3 separate regions of the Mus musculus genome follow, and regions 1 and 2 are each linked to region 3. Evidence: chromatin contacts called from public promoter capture Hi-C data. All regions are on one chromosome and are shown on one strand. The core of a region is the stretch at or near the end of the contact, and the rest is flanking DNA. Distances in the headings are between cores, read along the strand shown. Region 1 holds the start of Carhsp1 (calcium regulated heat stable protein 1). Region 2 holds the start of 1810013L24Rik (RIKEN cDNA 1810013L24 gene). Region 3 holds the start of Atf7ip2 (activating transcription factor 7 interacting protein 2).

Region 1 (3,854 bases), core at 517-3,016, 1.5 Mb before region 3:
GAATTGCCTCACCCCACCCCCAGTTCTGCTCACCTTCCAGCCTGATTGTTTCCATCTTCTCCTAGACCCACTAATTCCCTGCCTCAGTTTGACAAGGACCTTGCAAATCCCAGTAGCTCAAAGCTATAGAGGCAGTCCCAGCCACACTGCAGAGCAGAAGGTGGGCTTAACAATAGTGGCCCTAAGGTGTGCACAGTCACACTAGGAGAACCCTCCCCTCCCACAGCTGCCAGATATGAGGCACAAAGTCTTCCCCTTGCATTCGCAGGACTAAGAAAGCCAGCTCCCCCAACCCTAGGCTGGGCTGAAGTCAGCTTACTCTGACCCCAATTCAGCTCATGGTCACCCTGGAGGGTGAGGTGATGCAAGGGCACAGAGTGGCAACCAGGCTGTCGTCACCCAAGAGGCGATGATAGGGGGGAGGGAGGCCAAACTCTGAGGAGACCCCTGTCCCAGACCAGGGAATGGCTGAGCTGAGGCTTAAGGATCACTTAGGGACACAATGAACAGTCAGAGTCACAAAGCCGCTAGAGAAGGCCCTGTGGGAAAGTTCGAGCCTAATAGGACAAAGAACAGGAACATGGGACACAGATTGTAATTCGAGTTTTTAAGTGGTTTGAAGGATCTTGCTGTGGACAGTTCCTCTGTCTTAGTCTCCCCAGTGCTGTGAAGGAGAAGGAAGTTATTTACCGCAGCTGGCCTTGAACTAATTATGGAGCCACGATTGAACCTGAATCCTGAATCCTTTTTACCTCCCCAGTGCTGGGACTGCAGGCATAACCCACCACTACTGGTTTAATGACCAATTATTTTTCATTCTCTCCCTCTGGCTTCAGCTTGGAGAGAGAACATACTAAAAGCACCAAGAAGTAACAGTATGGTCAAGAGGGGAAGGTTTTTAAAAAGCCCCTATTTCTCCAGACACTTAGGCTAGCCAGCTCCCTCTATTCCAATCGGCGGGGAAGGGTGGGGGGGTCTCCTATTTTGCAAAGGGGCACCTCCATCTCTCAGAATCCAGGCCCTGAAGGAGAAGTGGGAATCTACAGCTGACCCTGCACAGACCTAAACTGCAACCTCAGAAAACTGTGAGCTCAGAGCCTGGTTTTTTTAAACAAAAAGCAAAACCCAACCTTGCATTTCCGGCCTGTAAACAGGACCGCCAGTCCCGGTGAAGTTTTCCTCTGTGCCCTAAGGCCCCCATCCTGGCGCAAACACCAAGCGAGCGCGCCCTGCCGCTCCTCCTCCCTACAGGCAGCCAACCGCGAGGGGTCAGGGCGGTTCCCCCTCTCCGGGCCTGGCTACTGTCCCGCCGCCCAGCATGCAGCTGGCGAGGCCCGGCCGTCGAGGACAGCTCCGCCTTCCTCTAGCCGCGAGTCTCCAGCACCTCCAGCCCGCCAGAAAACGCAGAGGGCGCGCCTCCTACGCTCAAAAAACAGGTGGCCCAGAGAGAAGTACTAACCGAAGTCAGACAAGTATCGGTGTTGTGGCCACACCCACCCGTCTCCCCTTGGGGACGGTGAGTAACCCGCGCTCCCCAAACTAGCCCGGGCGACTGGAGCACGTCCCGGAGGTGGGGGTGGGGGGGCACCCATCACGGAGCTGGAGAACGAGAAGGCCCCACAGAGGGGAAGCAAAGTGCAGAGCAGGCCTCGGCCCCGTCCCCGCGGCTCCAGAGATCCCGCGCACCATCACGCCCATCCCTAGGGTCCCAGGACCAGCCACTTACCTGGCGACACGTCCTACTCCTCCAGCTGCTGCTCTTCGACTGCAAGAAAAGATCGGGGACTTGGGGCGTGGCCGCGGGGCAGGGCGGAGTGTGAGACCACGCCCCTTGGAGCTCCGGGCCAATGGACGCGCGGCCCGGACCTTGGACTGGTCGGGGAGGAGGAGCGCGGCACAGCTGCTGCCGCAGGACCTTTGTGTTGATGCCCCGCGGGCGGGAGCCGGGGACTCGGCAGCGGCTGGAGGTGTTCTCCCCGCCACTCGCGGGTCTGCGGGCGCCCAGTGCCGGCCCGGTGCCCGGGAAAGTGGCACAATCGGGTCTCGGCGTGCTGTGCCTGCCACTCCCCAGCACAAGTCCGGCCCCAACCTGCCCTTGACTCGAGATAAGCGGGCGCCTTTTTTTTTTTTTTTTTCAAGAATTAAGAGATAGAAGGAAGGCGAGAGACAGAAAGGGAAATATAAAAATGAGAGGAGGGAGGAGTTGTTTTGTTCGTTTTCTATTGTCTAATTGATTTATTCTTCGTGGGCTGATTTTGAGACAGGATAGCCTCAGACTCCCTAATGGATTTGAGATGGGTGTGGGCACCAACCCCATGTTTTTTCAATTTTTATTTCTACTGAATCCCTGAAGCTTTATGTACTGGCTGGTTTTGTGTGTCAACTTGACACAAGTTAGAGTCATCCGAGAAAAAGGAGCCTCAGTTGAGGAAATGCCTCCATGAGATCCAACTATAGGACATTTTCTCAATTAGTGATCAATGAAGAAAGAGCCCAGCTGGTTGTTGGTGGAGCCATCCCTGGGCTAGTGGTCCTGGGTTCTATAAGAAAGCAGGCTGTGTAAGTCATGAGGAGCAAGCCAGTAAGCAGCTGTCCTCCATGGCCTCTGTATCAGCTCCTGCCCAGTTCCTGTCTTAACTTCCTTCAATAATTAACAGAAACATGGAAGTGTAAGCCAAATAAACCTCTTTCTCCCCAGTTTGCTTTTTGATCAATGGTGTTTTCATGGCAGCAATAGAAACCCTTAAGATACTTTATCTGTGGAAGTAAATGGTGTTTCTTCCAATTTTCAGAAAAGGAAACTGAGGCACAGAGACATGCTGTGATCTATCTCCATGGCCAACAAAGAGAGCAAGCCCTCAGCGTGACCCCCCCCCCAGGGTCAAATTCATATTTCCTAGGTGTGGGAAAGAGGTTCCCTGTAGGTGTGGTAGGCAGCAGCCCCCAGTCTTCCAAGAGATAGCTCATCCCTACTGAGACCCTCTAGACCTACCCCCAGGGCATGCTGAACCATCAAAATCAAGAAAGCCAACTCCTCAGGCAAAGAGAAGGGCTCCCTCGGCTCTCTGGCAGGGGGACTAGAAAATGGTACAGTCACCATTCAGGAAGGAAAAAAAAAAAAAAAGACAGATGCCCAGGCACGTGCCCACGAGGAGACTGAAGTATATAGTCACACAAGCTTTTTGGACCCCTCCATGATCGGTTTATTTATTTTTGAGGCAGTCTTCTGTGACCCAGTATGATTATGAACCATGGCTGTCACCTTTACTGGATCTGCAGTCACCTAAAGAGACAAGTCTCTGTGTATATCTTCTTGGCTAGGGAAATTAAAACGAGAAGGGCCGCCCTAACTGGAGACAGCAGTAAAACCTTTTTGGGTTTCGCCAGCTTGCTTTCCTGTCTTCATGATGGGTGCATCTGCTTTGTTGCTGTTGCTGCTTCCACCATCCTTCATGAACATCAAAACCTAGCGTTTTCCACCTTCCAATCTGGACCAAAGACCAGCGACTCTCCTGGAATCCTCCCGATGTTTAGTGCTAGGTTGGGCATTCTGTGTTCCTCTGTTCTCCGCCTTCTGCTTTGCAGCAGTGTCTCTCACTAATCTAGAATCTTGCCATTTTAGCTCATCAGCAAGCTCTCAGGAGTCACTCATCTCAACCCCAGTTCCCAGCGTTGCAAGCATGTGCAGCTATGCCTGGCTACTCCTGTGGGCACTGAGGGCTCCCGCTCAGATCTGTTGCCTGTAGAGCATGCACTGTAACGCACTAAGCCGTTTCTCCCCTGGCCTATGTCACTTTATGCCAGACTTTGTGCTAGACGTCGGGACGTGAAATAAGCATCCAGCTTGTCTCCAT
Region 2 (3,657 bases), core at 467-2,966, 1.4 Mb before region 3:
TAGAGAGATGGCTCAGAGATTAAAAGCACATGCTGCCCTTCTAGAGGACCCAGGTTCAATTCCCAGCATCTACGTGGCAGCTCACATCTACAACTCCAGTTCCAGGGCTTCTGACACCCACTCCTCCCGCCATATACATATGAAGGCAAAACATTAATGCACTTAAAATAAAGATTTTATGAATCATATATTAAAATATGAATTATTTATAAAGCAAATTATAAAAAATAAGATAAAATATAACAATAATGTAATGTTACATATTATCTAATATAATACAAAAATAAGTAAAATTAAAATAAATTATACATAAAACAAAATAAAAAACAAAAACGCATCACAAGGTGTGGTGGCAAAGGCTTTTAATCCCAGCGCCCAGGAGGTAGAGGCAGGAGGATCTCTATGATTTCAAGGCAATCCCAAAACTACCAAAAAAAAAAAAAAAAAAAGTTGTTTCAAGAAACAAAACAGGCCGGGCGTGGTGGCGCACCGGAGGCAGAGGCAGGCGGATTTCTGAGTTCAAGGCCAGCCTGGTCTATCTACAAAGTGAGTTCCAGGACAGCCAGGGCTATACAGAGAAACCCTGTCTCGAAATACCAAAAAAGAAAAAAAAAAAAAAAAAAAAAAGAAGGAAACAAAACAAAGAGCACCAGCACACCTGGCTTTGAGCCTAGTCCTAAGGAAAATGGAATATGAACTTTCAGAGAGTCCAGAGATTAGGCTCTGGGAACCAGACAGATCAGGGAGAAGTCCGGAGAAGCCAGAGCAGGCAGGATCAGATCCTGCAGGACTTCCATCCAGTACAGATGGCATACATAAGCTGTCAGCTCAGAGGCTGAGAGGTCCCGTCATTGTGCTGCCCTCTTGTTCCCAGGCTTCCAGACCTCTTTCCTGGCACTGATCACTCTGAGTGAGCAGTGCAGGGGCCCGGGTGCCAGCAATTGCACATGGGGGGCGGGGGCGGGACGCGGCGGTCGCACGTGTCCCGGGAGCGTGCATGGGACAGGTGCCGGGCCGCTACTAGCGCTGGGCGCACTGTCCGCCAGGCGGCCCTGGTGTCCAGCTCCCTCCGGTCCCCTTCTCCGGGAAATCTCGGTGAGCGTCCCCAGGTCGCTCACACCTCCGGAGAATTTTCCTTTGGATTCACACGCTTTACTTGCCCCACTAAGGTTGGGAATTCTGGCATTAAAAAAACATAGAAAGGGCGCTGCAAACAGAGGTAGACTGCACTTCTCAGGAACTCGAGGAGTCAGCACATAAACACTGCGTGACCATGCACTTGCAAGCCCGGGAAAGGCCCCCGCGGGGTGCGGTCACCCGGCGGAGTCACGTGACTCTCAGACGGGGTGCGGGAGCGAAGCGAGCACCGCGCAAGCGCAATCCCTTGGCTCCAGTGTACAGATATTTCTTCTTCTGCTTTGGTTGGTCGCACGCAAACACTGTCAACTCCTCCCTGCTCTACAGTCTTCAAGTTCCCTGACATTTACTCCTTCCCCCAGCCCCCCGCCCATTGATGACATCAGTTCGACAGGCGGGTAAGCCAATCAGAACGCTGCGTTCAGGGGCCAGCACGCGGAACCCGTTGCGGCGGGCCAATGGGGAAGGTCGACGGTGGGCGCGCCCCAACCGCCTCCTGCCGGGGAAGCGCCGCTGGCCAAGTGGGCGGCGCTTTCCAGTCAGCATGTGGGCGGGGGAGGGCGGGGCCCGGTCGCCGCAGAGGCGTCGACGCCGCCGCCGTAGACGACGTTCCTCAGTCTTCGAGGTGGGCTCGGCGGCGCAGGCCGGACAGGGAACGCCGGTTGGAGAGCGGCGGCGGTCGGACCGAGGCCGCGGGGCCGTGGGTGGGCGGTAAAGGGGTGCGGGCGAGGCTAGGGCAGGGTGCGGCACCTCGGAGCGGGGTTGGTGGGCAGAGGACTCGGGCTGTGCGGGGTGGGTGCCGGCTCCGCGGGCTTGCACAGAGGCCTGGGCCGGCCGCCGGGCCCCTCGTTCCCGGGCCTGTCGACGACGACGTTCCCGCGGGGACCGCGCTTAAGGAGGACGCGGCGGCGGCGGCCAGGCCGCGGGAGGCCGCGGAGGATGGAGGAGCGGAAGGAGGAGGGCGAGGCGGAGATCCAGGAGCACGGGCCGGAGCATTGGTTCTCCAAGTGGGAGCGGCAGTGCCTGGCCGAGGCCGAGCAGGACGAGCAGTTGTCTCCCGAGCTGCAGGAGGAGGCGGCGGCCGCCGCGCAGCCCGAGCACAAGCAACAGAAGCTGTGGCATCTCTTCCAGAACTCGGCCACGGCCGTGGCTCAGCTCTACAAAGGTGAGGCCGCGCCGCCATCTTGGCGCCGCCCCGGCCTGCGGAGCTGCTCTTCCCCCCGGTTCCCGGCTCGGTCCCCGGGACCTGGCGGCTCCTCGCACCCTGCGGGGATAGCCGGACGACTGGGAGGGGAGGGCCGTGCCGCGGACCCCTGGCCATCTGACCCGCAGGACGGCGACGGAGGAGCTACCCTGGGAGGGGGAAAACTACGATGAAGGATGGGGAGACCCCCGATTTAGAGTACCTCCCGAGGGTCCCCACGTACCGGTCCGGGTGTCCCCGGTCGGATCGTGGGGGTAGGGGAGGAGTCCCTGTCACAAAATGGCGAAGGAGGCGGTGGGGCGGCCCTATTGTGCCCCGAGCCGGCCTCGGGGCGGAGACTGCTAGGGGCGCTTCCCTGAGCCTGCCGGGCGGCGTTCGCCACTCGGGTTGCGCTGTTGTCAGGTTCCCCTTCCTCGACCCAGTAACTCCGGTCTCACGCTCCCTTTGGGATCCCCAAATCCTGAACAAAATGGCGAAACCTAATATGGCCGTTCCGGAGTGAGTGACGCCCAAATAACATTCTCTTCTTTCTCTATGTCCTTGTGTGTGTCTTTTTCCCCCCCCTATTGTTTTTTTTCCCCCCTTTTTGTTTCCAGACCGAGTGTGTCAGCAGCCAGGACTTTCTCTCTGGGTCCCCTTCCAAAACGCAGCCACCGCCGTCACCAACCTCTATAAAGGTAAAGATAACCTTGCTGTCTTGCCAGGGTAGGCGGGGAGGGAGGAAGGGCAGGCCACGTTCCGGTTGACAGCCGATGTTCTGAGTGTGTTTTCTCCTCTCAAGTTCAGCTTCTGCTAACCTTGAATGCCTTGCAACTTGAGAATATCTGTGGTGTTCTAGCTAGATATCCAGAGGCAATTTTTGACACGCCTCCTATTCCTCCCTCGGGGACGTATGACAGTGCCTACGGGACACTTGGTTGTCAATCTTGAGAGGGGGCTGCTGGTTACTCTACAGTGCCTGAGACATCAATCCCCTAGCTCCTACCCTTTAGCAAGGATTTAACGCAGTCTGCAAAGGGCTGAGATTAAAGCTCTGCTGTGGAAGACAAGACAGGTGAGCCTTGTCTGGAAAATGATTCAATAGAAGCAATTACCCAGAGTCTGCAGATTCTTGACTCTGGCCACTGGGAGCATGGCAGTGTAAAAACATTGGAGTTCTTTGAACTCTTGCTGATTGGATTGGAATTATGAATGTTGGCCTGCATCTAGTAAGTTCATCAGATCTTTCCTTTCAAAACTATTTTGTAATTTGTAATTGACTGTAAGTTGGTGGCGTCTGTTAGAAGAGTTTTGAATGGATGGCTTTGTTTTTGGTG
Region 3 (3,985 bases), core at 1,209-3,708:
GTTCTGGACCATCAACTGCAACTGAGACTGCACTTTCACCAACAGCCTTCCCTGGCCTCTCACAAAGACTCATATGCTCTTCATGACCCCTTCATGCCTTCAAAACCAGTACCACTTGGGTGACTTACTCATTACCAAGTACAGCTGCAGCATCTTGGCCATCTCTGGAACACAGCTTCTTTTTGTTCTCAGAAGACATTTCCCAGAAGATTTCACCTCAGTGATACTAGTCTCTTCTTAATTGCCATTAATTTCTTAGTTCCAGCTAACCAGCATCAGTTGCTCCAGTAGTCCCTTCTATTCTGGACTCTGAAATCCAGAACCAAGTGGCCAAAGCTGCCAAGTTCTGCTGCTTGCTGGGGTCATGCCCCCCCCCCCCAAATCCCTTCTTCTATTACATTATCACCAGCTTTCTGTTTTCCAACTCCTTCACTGCCTAAGTTTGGCTGTCCTGGAACTTACTCTGTAGACTGACTTTGAACTCAGAGATCTGCATGCCTATCTCCTAAACACTGAGATTAAAGGTATGGTCCACCAAACCTAGACTTAAGCTTTTCTTTACCTAGAACTTGCTGTGTTCTAGGCTAACCTTGAACTCAGAGATATGCTTGATTTGTTTCCTGGGATTAAAGGCTTGTACTACCGTGCCTGGACCTAAATTTAGCTGGGTGGGACTTGTTCCAAGACCACTACTCCTTAATTCAATTTAATATCCTTGAACAAAGGATTCAGCTCCATTTACTTCCTGGTGCCCCTTTAATACCATATATTTTATATTTTGCCTTTCTAAGCTTGCTACACTTGTTCAAAATATTCTTCATGAGACCTAACCAGAAAACAAAGTCTCTGCTGGGCTTTCTTGAAATTTCCTTTATCAGTATAATAAATCATTTTACCCTAACCTCAGCTAGACTCTTCATACAAGGGTAAAAAGCAGCCACATTCTTCACCAAAATACCACAAAAACAGTCTTTAGGCCACATATTGAAATTCTCCACTGAACCCTCTTGGGCCAGGTCTTCACAGTTCAAATCAATCTCAGCAACAAAGTCTTCCATATTCCTACTAGGATAGGCCATTAAGCCCAGCTTAAAGCATTCCACTGCTTTCCAAATCTAAAGTACCCAAATCCACATTCTTCCAAACAAAAGCATGGTCCAGCCTATCACAACAATACCTCAGTCCCTGGCACCACCTTCTGTTTTAGGGTTTTAGTGCTGTGAACAGACACCATGACCAAGTCAAGTCTTATAAAGGACAACATTTAATTGGGGCTAGTGTACAGGTTCAGAGGTTCAGTCCATTATCATCAAGGCAGGAACATGTCAGCATCCAAGCAGGCATGAGCTAAGAGTTCTACATCTTCCTCTGAAGGCTGCTAGCAGAATATTGGCTTCTAGACAGCTAGAAGGAGGGTCTTAAAGACCATACCCACTCCAACAGGGCCACACCTTTTCATAGTGGCCCTCCCCTGGCTGAGCATATACAAGTCATCACAAGGCTACATTTTACTATAATGTTATTTTTATTCATTTATTTTTATGTTTTGTTTTGTTTTGTTTTTGTTTTTGTTTTTGTTTTTGTTTTTGAGACAGTGTTTCTCTGTGTAGCCCTGGCTGTCCTGGAACTCACTCTGTAGACCAGGCTGGCCTCGAACTTAGAAATCTGCCTGCCTCTGCCTCCCAAGTGCTGGGATTAAAGGTGTGCACCACCACTACCCGGCTTCATTTATTTTTAGATTGGTGGGCCTAATGTTCACCTAGGCTGGCCTTAAACCCACCCAGATCAGCCATTCCCTGCATCCTGCTTGCTGAGATTGAAGTGGACCATAGCATGCAAATAACGGACTTTCCCATATTGCCCTGTGTGTAAAAGAAGACTGTGACAACCGGCAAGTTGATTCCTCTAGCACCTCAGCAATTCAGCTTTGCCAGTCAAGAACATTTTGCAAACAGCTCCCATTTGGCCGTGAGACTCTCTGTCTCCAGAGCACATCTGGTTATAGTGATGAGAAACACTGTTCTTCATGGTTCCTCAGTCCCTTCTCTGAACTGAGCTATGGAAATAAAGGCTCCACAGAAGTCAGTGAAGGCTCCCTGAAGCGGCAGAGTTTGGAGTCCACTGTGGTATCTGGAATTCACTGGCCAATCGCCATCCCGGTTCCAGGTCAACCGAATTGTCACAGTTGGAATCTACAATCCTTTTCCTCGGGGGCTTGTTTCTGTGGAGAAGGTTTCATTAGTAGTAACTTCCCAAACACCATCAAAATCTTCGTGCCACGCCTCCCTCGCGCTGGCTGAGCTGAGCGCCTGGCCTGAAACTCAGGGCCAGGCGACTGAGGCCGGCCTTCAGTCAGTTTACTTTTCCCTGAGCCGCGCCGCTCCCCGCCCACTGCCACTGTGATTGGCTGGGCTCTCTGACCTTCGCTCTGTCATTGGCTGGCACGAGGCCCGGGGGCAGAGGGAGGGAGATTTAGTCTAGCTCCAGCCCAACCGCGGGTCATTTTGTCTGGGGTCTCGGCTCTGGCTGAGGCCGGCGGAAGACGGCTGAGGACGGCTGAGGAGCGACGCCGCTCCAGGTACGTTGCGGCCGGCCGACGGGCGGGCGACGGCTCCGAGACGGAGGCCGTTGGCGGAGCCTACGGCCGGCTTCATGGCGGCGCTCGGCCCTCGGAGGCCGGATAAAGTGTGCACCCAGGTTCCTGGCCGGACTTGGGAGTTACCTGGCCCCGTGGAGCCGGAGTAGCGGGGGAGGTGGGGAGCCGGAAGCGTCAGGGGGGCGCCGCCTGAGGCAGAACGACCCGGTGGGGTGGGGAACTGGCATTTGCTGTTTGCGGCGCGCTCTTCCAGGTACCGCAGGTGAACCGATGAGGTGCAGCCCATTCCCAGTGTCTGTACATCAGGTACAGTGATGGATGGGGTCGTTTTACTCTGGGAAAAAGAAAAATGCAGCTTGCCATTTGGGATTGTGTTAGGCAGACAGACAGCAGAGGGAGAGAAGCAAGTTTGGACGGATTTGCTAATAAAGACCAGCATCGGGAGCTCGCTGGGCGGTGGTATGGAGTACCTGAGGAAAGACACCCCACCCCGTCAAGCCCGAATAAGTCAAATTTTGTGGAACTTACATTCACCACCCGCAGGGCTGCCCCTGGCAGAAAAGCAGCAGGACCCGCAATTTGCTTTAACATTTGAAGGCAAAGAGGAACTCATAAAGGCAGCTGACCGGGAGCAAGCAAGCCTTGTTTACAGAAGCAGACAGACAGCAGTCATTGACACATAGTATAGAAATTTATGGCTGCTCTCTTAGCTCTTACTCTGGCCCCCTTACCCCCCTCTCTCCATCTTCCTTTCCGCCACTCTCCATGTGGCCATGGCCAGCCTCTACTTCCCTAAACTCTCCCTCTCTGCCTGCCTTTCTACAATAAATGTCTAAAAACAACAACAACAACAACAAAAATTTATGGCTGGTCTACATGACCACTAAAGTTTTTCTTAATGCGTTCACTAGGGGTTGTAATTGTAGTTCAGTAGCCCAGTACAATAGGTCATAGTGAATTGATGCTGAACTCCTTTCAGGTAGAGGTTGATTTTTTATGGTGCCTAAAAACAGAAAAAAAAATAGCAATAGCAATTTCTTATTCTCATCTTTTTCCAAATTTGTCAAACAAACTAAATGATATGTCTCAACAAAGGAAACAACAATGGTCTCTCTGCTTAAAAAAAAACCTGACTTCCATCAGGCACGATTTAAATCCCAGCACTTCGAAAGCAGAGGCAATCAATCAAACGTGAAATGCCATGAGATGAAAGATTAATTGCATGCAGTGAATTTTAAGTCTTGTGACGGTTGCCTTTTATCTTTGTTTATCCCTCAATATTTTTAGAAAAGATGAATCTAACGTTAAGTTAGTCTCCCTAACTTAGTATGGATCTAGATAGCTATATTCTAAGATTAGCTCTTACCTCAGCAGAAATATGTAAGCAGT

What was found. Promoter capture Hi-C pulls out the DNA fragments that hold promoters and counts their contacts.
Region 1: a promoter capture Hi-C map of hippocampal neurons shows a contact between it and region 3, with 4 times the contacts expected there. The contact joins the promoter of Carhsp1 here to the promoter of Atf7ip2 in region 3. A contact is called at or near these places in 3 of 39 promoter capture datasets (embryonic stem cells, hippocampal neurons and maxillary cranial neural crest).
Region 2: a promoter capture Hi-C map of hippocampal neurons shows a contact between it and region 3, with 2.7 times the contacts expected there. The contact joins the promoter of 1810013L24Rik here to the promoter of Atf7ip2 in region 3.

The regions. Positions count from the first base shown.
Region 1 is chr16:8,670,387-8,674,240 of GRCm38.p6, forward strand. It overlaps Carhsp1 (calcium regulated heat stable protein 1), which reads right to left and starts at 1,767. Exons shown (of 4, transcript NM_025821.2): 1 at 1,727-1,767.
Region 2 is chr16:8,828,384-8,832,040 of GRCm38.p6, forward strand. It overlaps 1810013L24Rik (RIKEN cDNA 1810013L24 gene), which reads left to right and starts at 1,717. Exons shown (of 4, transcript NM_001081400.3): 1 at 1,717-2,302; 2 at 2,938-3,018. The coding sequence starts at 2,077.
Region 3 is chr16:10,190,448-10,194,432 of GRCm38.p6, forward strand. It overlaps Atf7ip2 (activating transcription factor 7 interacting protein 2), which reads left to right and starts at 2,459. Exons shown (of 11, transcript NM_153123.2): 1 at 2,459-2,578.